Regions from separate parts of the Ovis aries genome. Here region 2 is linked to region 1. A link is a contact called in public Hi-C data. All regions are on one chromosome and are shown on one strand. Each heading gives the region's core, a stretch centred on a gene start, on an enhancer-like site or on the middle of the called end of the contact. The rest is flanking DNA. Distances are from core to core; before and after follow the strand shown. Region 1 overlaps ZBTB20 (zinc finger and BTB domain containing 20). Region 2 overlaps ZBTB20 (zinc finger and BTB domain containing 20).

Region 1 (4,221 bases), core at 747-3,246:
GCCATGTACTAACTGCAAGGCAGGGGATAGGAAGCTAATAATTTTTTTCTGTGTCCTAATTGGAACATAACAACTTCAGACTTAGATCTCCTATATAACTTCTAGATAAAAAAAAATATTGCACCTGATTCATAAAATGAGGTAAAACTATTTTGTTTCTTTCCAGTAGAAAGAACAGGAAATTAGAGAAGGAACACTTAATAGTTAAGAAGTTTTCTTATTCCCAATCAACAATACTTGTCACTCTGCCTCAGCTTGAACTATCTTTTGCTGATATGATGATTTAAAAGACATTGCATTTTGCTATGACATGTAAATGAGTATGAACATGAGAAAACTTAGACCAAATGGTTGTTCCTCCCGTGAGCCAGCAAACACTGACCTGTGTTTGAGAGAAAATGACCTTACCCACAATTAATTACATATAGGGCTAAAATAATTATATCTTTTCATTGATTTTCTTTATTTTCACACTATCCATGGGAATTTTGCCAATTCTTTATAGAGTGCTTTAAGCTTATTTGCAACAGCTTGGATAAAATACACTCGGAATATATGCTAGCGACTCTGCTCTGCAAGCTGAATGGGGGATAACATGCCTCAGAAGTGTATGCTTAAACTCTTTGGTCCTTCTCAAAGAGAGCCCCTCAAGAGCTCAGGTGACCATAAGAGCTCTGAATCCACTTCAGAATTTCTCAACTTTTCATGCTTCTTACGTTCTATGCAGGGTGATGAAAGGACAGACTTCGCAAGTGAAACTGGCTTGTCTTTTATCAAACAAAAGTTTTAAAACACATTTTTGTACAAATGTATACACCATAAAGGACTACTATTTAGCCCTGAATTTCTTATTTGTCAGAAACTTCAGAGTGATTTTTGAGAGAAACTTGAAAGCTTAATTCAGTCATGTAATAATGAAACTTCAATTTAACCAAACTGGAAATGCAGACAAAACCTGAATATCCCATAATAATCTTCATAATTATCCTATCAATCCTAAAGATGCTAAAGTCATTAAGATTTGCAGAATGTGATGAGAAGGTCAACGTGATAACAGGCATAATGACAGGTGGCCATCAGGGGCTGAGAAGAAATTTTATATTATGAAGGTGAAGAAGAACTTTACTTAGTCTTTCATTTTTATTCTGAAGAAGAACATTACTACGTGTGGTTATACATCATTGCCAATTTCTTAATGTATAAACAAGCAACCTACTCAATCTTTCTAGTAAAAAAAAAATTAATAGTTAACCACATAACAAAGCAATCTCCCTGTCCCATTTTCTCTTGAGTACATCACAAAACAGGAAACATATAGAAAGCAGCTATGATTAGAAATAACTAGAATAAGTCATTTAGTATAAACTCAGAGTTACAGAAACAAATTCTAACATATGGAGTAGAGATTAAGATTTAATCATGTCATTCTATCGGAAACATACTACAGAAATTTCTCTATGCAGTAAGGGATCAAGGAATATTTATTGAGTACTTATTCAGGGCTCGATATTGGATTTCATTATAAATATGAATAATAAATATAAATAACTGCTTCATATTGTTCTATGTGACAGTAAAATTATATCTATAGGTCCTACAGAATAATTAAAATCCTTTCAGTAGGTATACAAATTATGAACCTACCAATCTCTAACCAAAGATTAAAACCTATTTGCAAAAATAGCTCCATCAGTTAACCCCATTTAACTTTGCTGACATCTCAGGAAGTTTCTGTAGTTATCTAACTAGAATGTAGACTTCTGGAGACCTCTTGTGGGCCCTACATTTATGAAGCCTACAAGTGTTCTACCAGTAGAAACAAGGCAATTGCAAAGGAAAATAAGAACAAGGCTCAAGTCTACTTGAGATATCCTTACATCTATATGGAAGTGTTGGATATGGGTTCCATGATGAAGCCCAAGTATGCGAAGGCAGAATGTGTTTTCTAAGTGACACTTGGTTTTCTTACTGGAGAATTGACAACTCATAAAAGCCCAAGAGCACCCTCTAGTGAAATTTCTGGAGTAGGCCTAAGGGGCTTGCTCTTGACCTGGGCTCTCCTTTGCAAATGACCTCTGAATGCCCAAAATATAGAACCTGGGTTTCAGCTATCTGGTTTTACCTTCAAACAATTTCCAAAACACAGAGAAAGTGGTATTCTTGTCAAGTATTTCTAGTGGTAGAAATGCTTAAACACTAAGACCTATTATTCCATTGTTCCCCTGATTTTTTGTTTTTTGCTTACAATATCAGCCTGCCACACATGATTTCTATTCATAGTCTTGTGTTAAAATAGTTCCTGAAACTAATATAACTAAAAAAATAATGAGAAGCCTGAGAAATGTCTTACTGAATTATACTACTTCTGCCCCTCCCTCTGCCTTTCTCAAGCCTCTTACTCAGCTCAGATACTATATCCAGAAAGTTTTTTTGTACTTGGCAATACTAGAAGTCAAGGGTAGCAGGCTGAGATTTTAAATGGTGGTCAAAAATTATAGGAGAGGGTCTAGAAGATTAAGTCCTTGTATTTATGCACTTCTGATTTTTTATATTATCAGATTACTGCAAAGATATATTTTGATCTAAATCTTGAGCAGAAATGAAAATTGCACATCCCTCAGTGTTCAACATAGTGCCTTATTAAATTGAAGCTGCAGTTAGATAACTACAGAGCAGCTCAGATAGTTGCTGTAGTTTAGTTAAAGTTGTGAGTCTACCACTCACTTAGATTAGTAACTGGTACATAATAAATGAAACAAATCATTGCTTGACTTCATAGGTAGCTTACCACTGACTGCTGTTAATAGAAGGAACTTTGAGATCTAAATCACCCCTATTTTAGGAAAAATTAAAATTGGTGCCCCTATTAGTTAAGTAACTTGTCCAAGATGATACAATTTGATGGTGGCAGCTCCAGGACTATGATACACATCTGTTTTGCCCGTTTTAGTGTTCACTATTCTACAAGAATTTGCTTGTTAAAAAGCTTGTTATGTCACTTCAAACAATTTCATTCACATTGCTTATTGGATTTTATGTGTCTAATAATTTATGGGTATATCCTCGAGCTTATGGGCTTCCCTGGTGCTCAGATGGTGAAGAATTCACCTGGAATGCAGGAGACGTAGGGTCGATCGAACCTCATAGGTTTGATCTCTGGGTTGGGAAGATCCCCTGGAAGAATGCATGGCAACCCACTCCAATATTCTTGCCTGGAGAATCTCCATGGACAGGGGAGCCTGGCTGGCTAGAGTCCATGGGGTTGCAAAGAGTCCTACATGAATGAGCGACTAAGCACTTCAAGCTTATAGTGAGAAAAAAAGTGTACACCTCCCAATTTCATTTCTTCTGTTTTTACTTTCATGTATAGAAGAATAAATTATTCATGTAGTTACTGTTAAGAAGAATACAAAAATGTAATCATTTTCTATGAGTCATATTATTTATTGAAACACCGTGCTGCACTGTGTCAACTTTGCAGACTGAAAAAATGGGGATACCCACTGATAGTCTAGCATTACTGATAGCTATCCCTATGGTTCTGTGTTCTAATAGCACTTACCTTATAGTTGATGGTTGAATTACATGAGTCAATGCAAATAAAGGATGTGAAACATAGTTAGCATTAATTAATTGCAATATCTATATTAAATGTTAATGTCTTATTTTTTAAAAAATGAATAAGATATTCTTAGGATTATCCAGTAGAGGTCAGCGCTATGAACTATGTTAAACACTTTTTTAGTATTATGATTTGACTTCTTGAAAATAAAAGTAAAAACTCCAAGGTCTCTCCAAGTTGTTGTTTTTGAGTAAAACTGTATAAGAAATTTCCTTTTGTCAAAGAATATTGCATATTAGTTCAATAGACGTTTATAATTCTTTCATTTCTCAATTCATTATTATATTCTTAATCTTGATTTTAACCTTAATCTTATCACATATGACATTAATATTCAACCTTTCCTTCATATTATTAATGATATTTAGTAGGTGAAGTGTTTCTGTATGACAACTCAAGGCAGAATTATTCACCTTCAATTTTACTGTGTAGTTAGTACCTTAATGAAGTTTTGTTCCTTGTTCTTTGCCTACTTTGCTATCCCTCAATATACAGTGCTGATGTTTAGAATCATAAAACTAGCAAATATAGAACTAGAAGTGATCATAGATATAAATAGGTCTGATTCCTTCATCTTACAAATGAAGAAACTGACATTG
Region 2 (3,907 bases), core at 733-3,232, 270 kb before region 1:
TTATTTGATGGCATTGGCCGTAAGGTGAAAGGTTGTCACTAAGGGTGGGTAAAAATCTAGTAATTATTTTTATTATTACATACTCCTCTATATTACATCTGGGGATGTATTTTGAAAGGAATAAGTTATTCTGTTTTGTAACTTTTATTTTGCAGATGAACTTTTACATTTATAGGGCTATCACTGTGGTTAGTAAGAATGCAAACTTTCTTAACAAGTTTTTATCTTGGGACAGTTTCCTTTTAGTATGTTACTGTTTATTATGCTTGGGGAGGGAGGAGTCGGGGGCTGGCCATCTTTTCACAAAGTGGAAGCTATGAAGTGTATCAGGCCATCTTGTGCAACAACTGTAAGTATTCATTTAACATTTCGGGAACTATAAATAATATATTTGTTAGTTCAAGCATAGTTTTGAGGTGCTTTCTTTTTCCTTTATTATTTATTTTTCTTTTTTATGGTGGGAAAAGTTGCCTTCACAACTAGCTGACATTGTTGAAGAGTTTTCCCAGAACAGTGTTCTTTGATTCAAAGAAGTAGTTAAATAGGTCCATTTGAAATGGTCTCCTTAGTGGAATTTTATTTGGGTTTGTCTGAAAGTAAAACTGTTACTCCTTTGACAAAAATTAAGTCAGGTGGTAAGATACACAAATATTTTCAGCATACACATAGCAGTGATAGAAAATGGATGCTAATCTATAGAGATCTTTGATAGTAATAATCACCTTTTTCATAATAAAGTATTTATTTAATAGAAGTGACACTTTTTTTTTTTTTTAATTCCATTGGGCCTCTCTGACTACACAAAGAAGTCCATAAAGCAATATTCTTAACCCACCTGGGATGCTGGAGCAGATTCCCAAACACATTCTCGATGTTCAAACCTAGTAAAATGTTTATTAAAAATCCATTATTCTAAGAAGATGGTGAACTTTTGATACTAAAAGGTTTTTTCCCCTTTCTTTTAAAAAATTTGTTCAGAGACTTTTAATTTGCTTGTATTATAAAAAGTGTCTTTTAAGCTGGAAGGCCAGCTTTGACCAAGAGTAGTACAGATGCTAAAGACACTCAGTCAAGTCCTGTCAGGGATTTTTTTTAACCCTGAAGGTCTAAAGGGGAACTTTGAGGGAACCTACTGAAAGTGTATGTTCATATGGTATGCAATATATGGTGTTTCAAATGTGATTTTTTTTTTCCATTTGAGACTTTTGACCTAAACATTTGTTTAAAAACTAGTGTCAAAGTGTGCATGTCTGATGCACCTGTCATTTTCTATATTAATATTATGAGAACTACCTAAAATTCAAATCTTTTAAAAATAAATCTTTACTATATCTCTTGACTAATAATTCTCTTTTTCTGTACACATGTATATGAACAGATACCTGTGTGCACATGCGTATATATCTATGTTCTCATACATGTGTGGATAAAGGAAACAGATTCTTTGAGGATATGACATCTTAAAATTTTGTGTTAAGCATATTTAGGTTAATTAGAAGCAAACCAAAAAAAATAGGTTTTTAAGAGAAGATGAAAATTTCCTTTAACCTTCTAGAAAGAGTAACAGTAAACATTTAGTCATTTTTATGGTTGGTTTGAGTTTTAGAATGTGTATATATTTTCTTTTGCATTATAATTCTGAGCCTTCAGTAGATCTAAAATATTTTTAGCATGAAAAATAATCACAGCCTTTTCTTGGAGGGACTGTCACAATCTAAATACGGCAGGACATTATAAAATGTGCATAAGTAAACTTAAAACCAGTGTATTCTGCTATATAGGGATTTGGAAAGCTGAAAGGCTTGCATCACAGGAGGGCTATAGAGTGCCAGAAGAATTTATTAACTAGCCTTACTTGTTATGGTGGGCTTTTCCTATCAGCACATGAAATCTGCCTGTTGAAAGCCCGAAGTCTTGGTCAGGTCACAGTATGTTTCGTTTTAATGTTGGAGCAGACAGTTATCTAACACACCCACATGAGGAAGTGTTCTAAAGCAGTTATTTCATGCTTTGCCATGCCCTGTAGCTAAAACAATTTGGTATTGAGTGACGTGTTATGTGCTTTTTAACTCCTATCTGATGAAAATCAGTTTTGACTCCTTGAAAAGGACCAAAATAGTGGAATGCAAGGCAACGTAACTCAAATGCTAAGCACATGTTAGTTTAAACTTTTTTCTAACTTAAGGGGAGAATCACTATGGTCATTTTTAATATAAAGACTATATAGTGATTTCTTGGATTGTACTCATTAAGATTTCAAGACTTTTGGATACTTTTCTTCTTCACATTTTTTTCTCCAGAAGCCTACATTCATCAAAGAAATAGCAGCTGCATATTTTTCCCTGAAATGTGAACAAATAAATGGTATTCCTGTTTATTTATCTATTTTTGAATTTTAATGATTAGTCCTTGTGCTAATAAACAAATTCCCGTATTCATAAAATCTGGCACTTCATAAATATCCAATTGTGTGATTATCTACACATGTTCTGGCTTTCTATAAATATAGAAATTATCAGTGGCTGTGTTCATGAACTTACCCAAGCTTGAGTAGCGGCTAGTCCTGCTGCCACAGAGGAGCCAAGTTCAGACCCTGAGCAAATGCATTGCCCCAGGGTCTGGCAAGGTGTGTAGAGGCAGCATCTGGCTGATACTGCTAACTAGTGATCCTTTCTGGCAAAGGAAGCACTGATGTTGACATTCTTTGAATGCCACTAGTTCCAGCCTTCTTCAGTCCCAAGGGTGGCCTCTTTTAAGTCTAAAACTTGATAATAGATATTAGAGCTGACTTGTCTTGGAGGCCACTTTAGAAACATTTTAGCAAACTACATTTTTCAGTGGAAAATGTACTTTATTAAACTTCTACAAAGGAATAAGCTAGTACTTCACCTTAAGGTCCTTAGCCAGTGAGAATGTAATTAGCATGAAAAGTTGTGTAGCACTGAAAAGAAAACTTAAATATTTTCATTTATATGGCCATGTAACTATCACAAGCATATAGAAATCATATACTGCTTACATAGTAATAGTTCACCCCACATCAAGGGCAATAAACACTAGCAGTTGTGCAAGTTTGTACATCTAAGAGTTATTATTCAATTAGAAATCAACCCTTTTGTATGATTTTTTTTTCATGTTGTATAAGCCATTTTGGTTAGCTTATGCAACACTGGGTATTATTTATAATGTTTCTAGAGTCAGCATTGGCCATTTGATTCTTTGCTCCAGACTTTCAGATTACATATGCAATTCCTAGTTTATTTGGCAAAAACTTGGTGAATTTTGCAGTTTTCTTGTAAACCAGTCTTTCATGCATGTCCATTGCTTATGTAATTTCTAGCATTTTGTAGAATCCTCAGGGATTATAACCAATGGCAAATAACTAGCAAAATCCTTTCAATTCTTTACCGAAAACCCAAGGGCAATATCTGTATCCTAGAATTCCTAGAGAAAGTCTAAATTCATGTATTTTCCTGTAACATAGATATTATATATTTAATTATCAAGTAACATTAATGTCAGTTATGTTTAATGTATCAAAATAGATTCTTTGAGCTCTATTACTTCTAATTTCAATGTAGGCTGTGGGAAGAAATAATGCCATCTATTATTACTATCATGTATGTGTAACCACTACAGCAGATGTTAGAAACAACATTCAAGGGCCTATAAGAAAAAAGGGCTTTTCTGCCACTCTAGCTGTTCAGCTGTAATAATGAATAAGTGGCGTGCTATTTCCACACTAAACTGTGGAAAAATTATGCTTGACTTTGGCTTCATAACCTCTTCTCTAGGATCAAGCTTTTTTGGTGATTCTACAGTTTGCTTGAAAATAATCAGCTTGAGGACATGGAACTTGCCTTTCTGGAATCTTTTGACACTCAGTTGAACCTTCAGTTTAGGGTAT

What was found. Hi-C and Micro-C count contacts between places; a contact is called where the count stands out from the background.
Region 2: a contact with region 1 is called in a Hi-C map of hypothalamus, with 4 times the contacts expected there. The contact joins two enhancer-like sites. A contact is called at or near these places in 6 of 16 Hi-C or Micro-C datasets (hypothalamus, liver, muscle and 2 more).

Annotation. Positions count from the first base shown.
Region 1 is chr1:180,441,741-180,445,961 of ARS-UI_Ramb_v3.0, reverse strand. All of the region lies in intron 4 of ZBTB20 (zinc finger and BTB domain containing 20), which reads left to right. Among named protein-coding and RNA genes, the nearest start is that of ZBTB20, 310 kb to the left of the region's middle. Within about 2 kb of position 1,996, at least 8 of the 54 cell types and tissues checked have an H3K27ac peak or open chromatin away from gene starts, as enhancers often do. A contact at or near this core is called in hypothalamus, where this site is marked.
Region 2 is chr1:180,708,021-180,711,927 of ARS-UI_Ramb_v3.0, reverse strand. The region is part of intron 1 of ZBTB20 (zinc finger and BTB domain containing 20); the gene reads left to right. LOC132660066 (a long non-coding RNA gene) reads right to left here. Exons shown (of 3, transcript XR_009601262.1): 1 at 2,541-3,907. Among named protein-coding and RNA genes, the nearest start is that of ZBTB20, 49 kb to the left of the region's middle. Within about 2 kb of position 1,982, at least 5 of the 54 cell types and tissues checked have an H3K27ac peak or open chromatin away from gene starts, as enhancers often do. A contact at or near this core is called in hypothalamus, where this site is marked.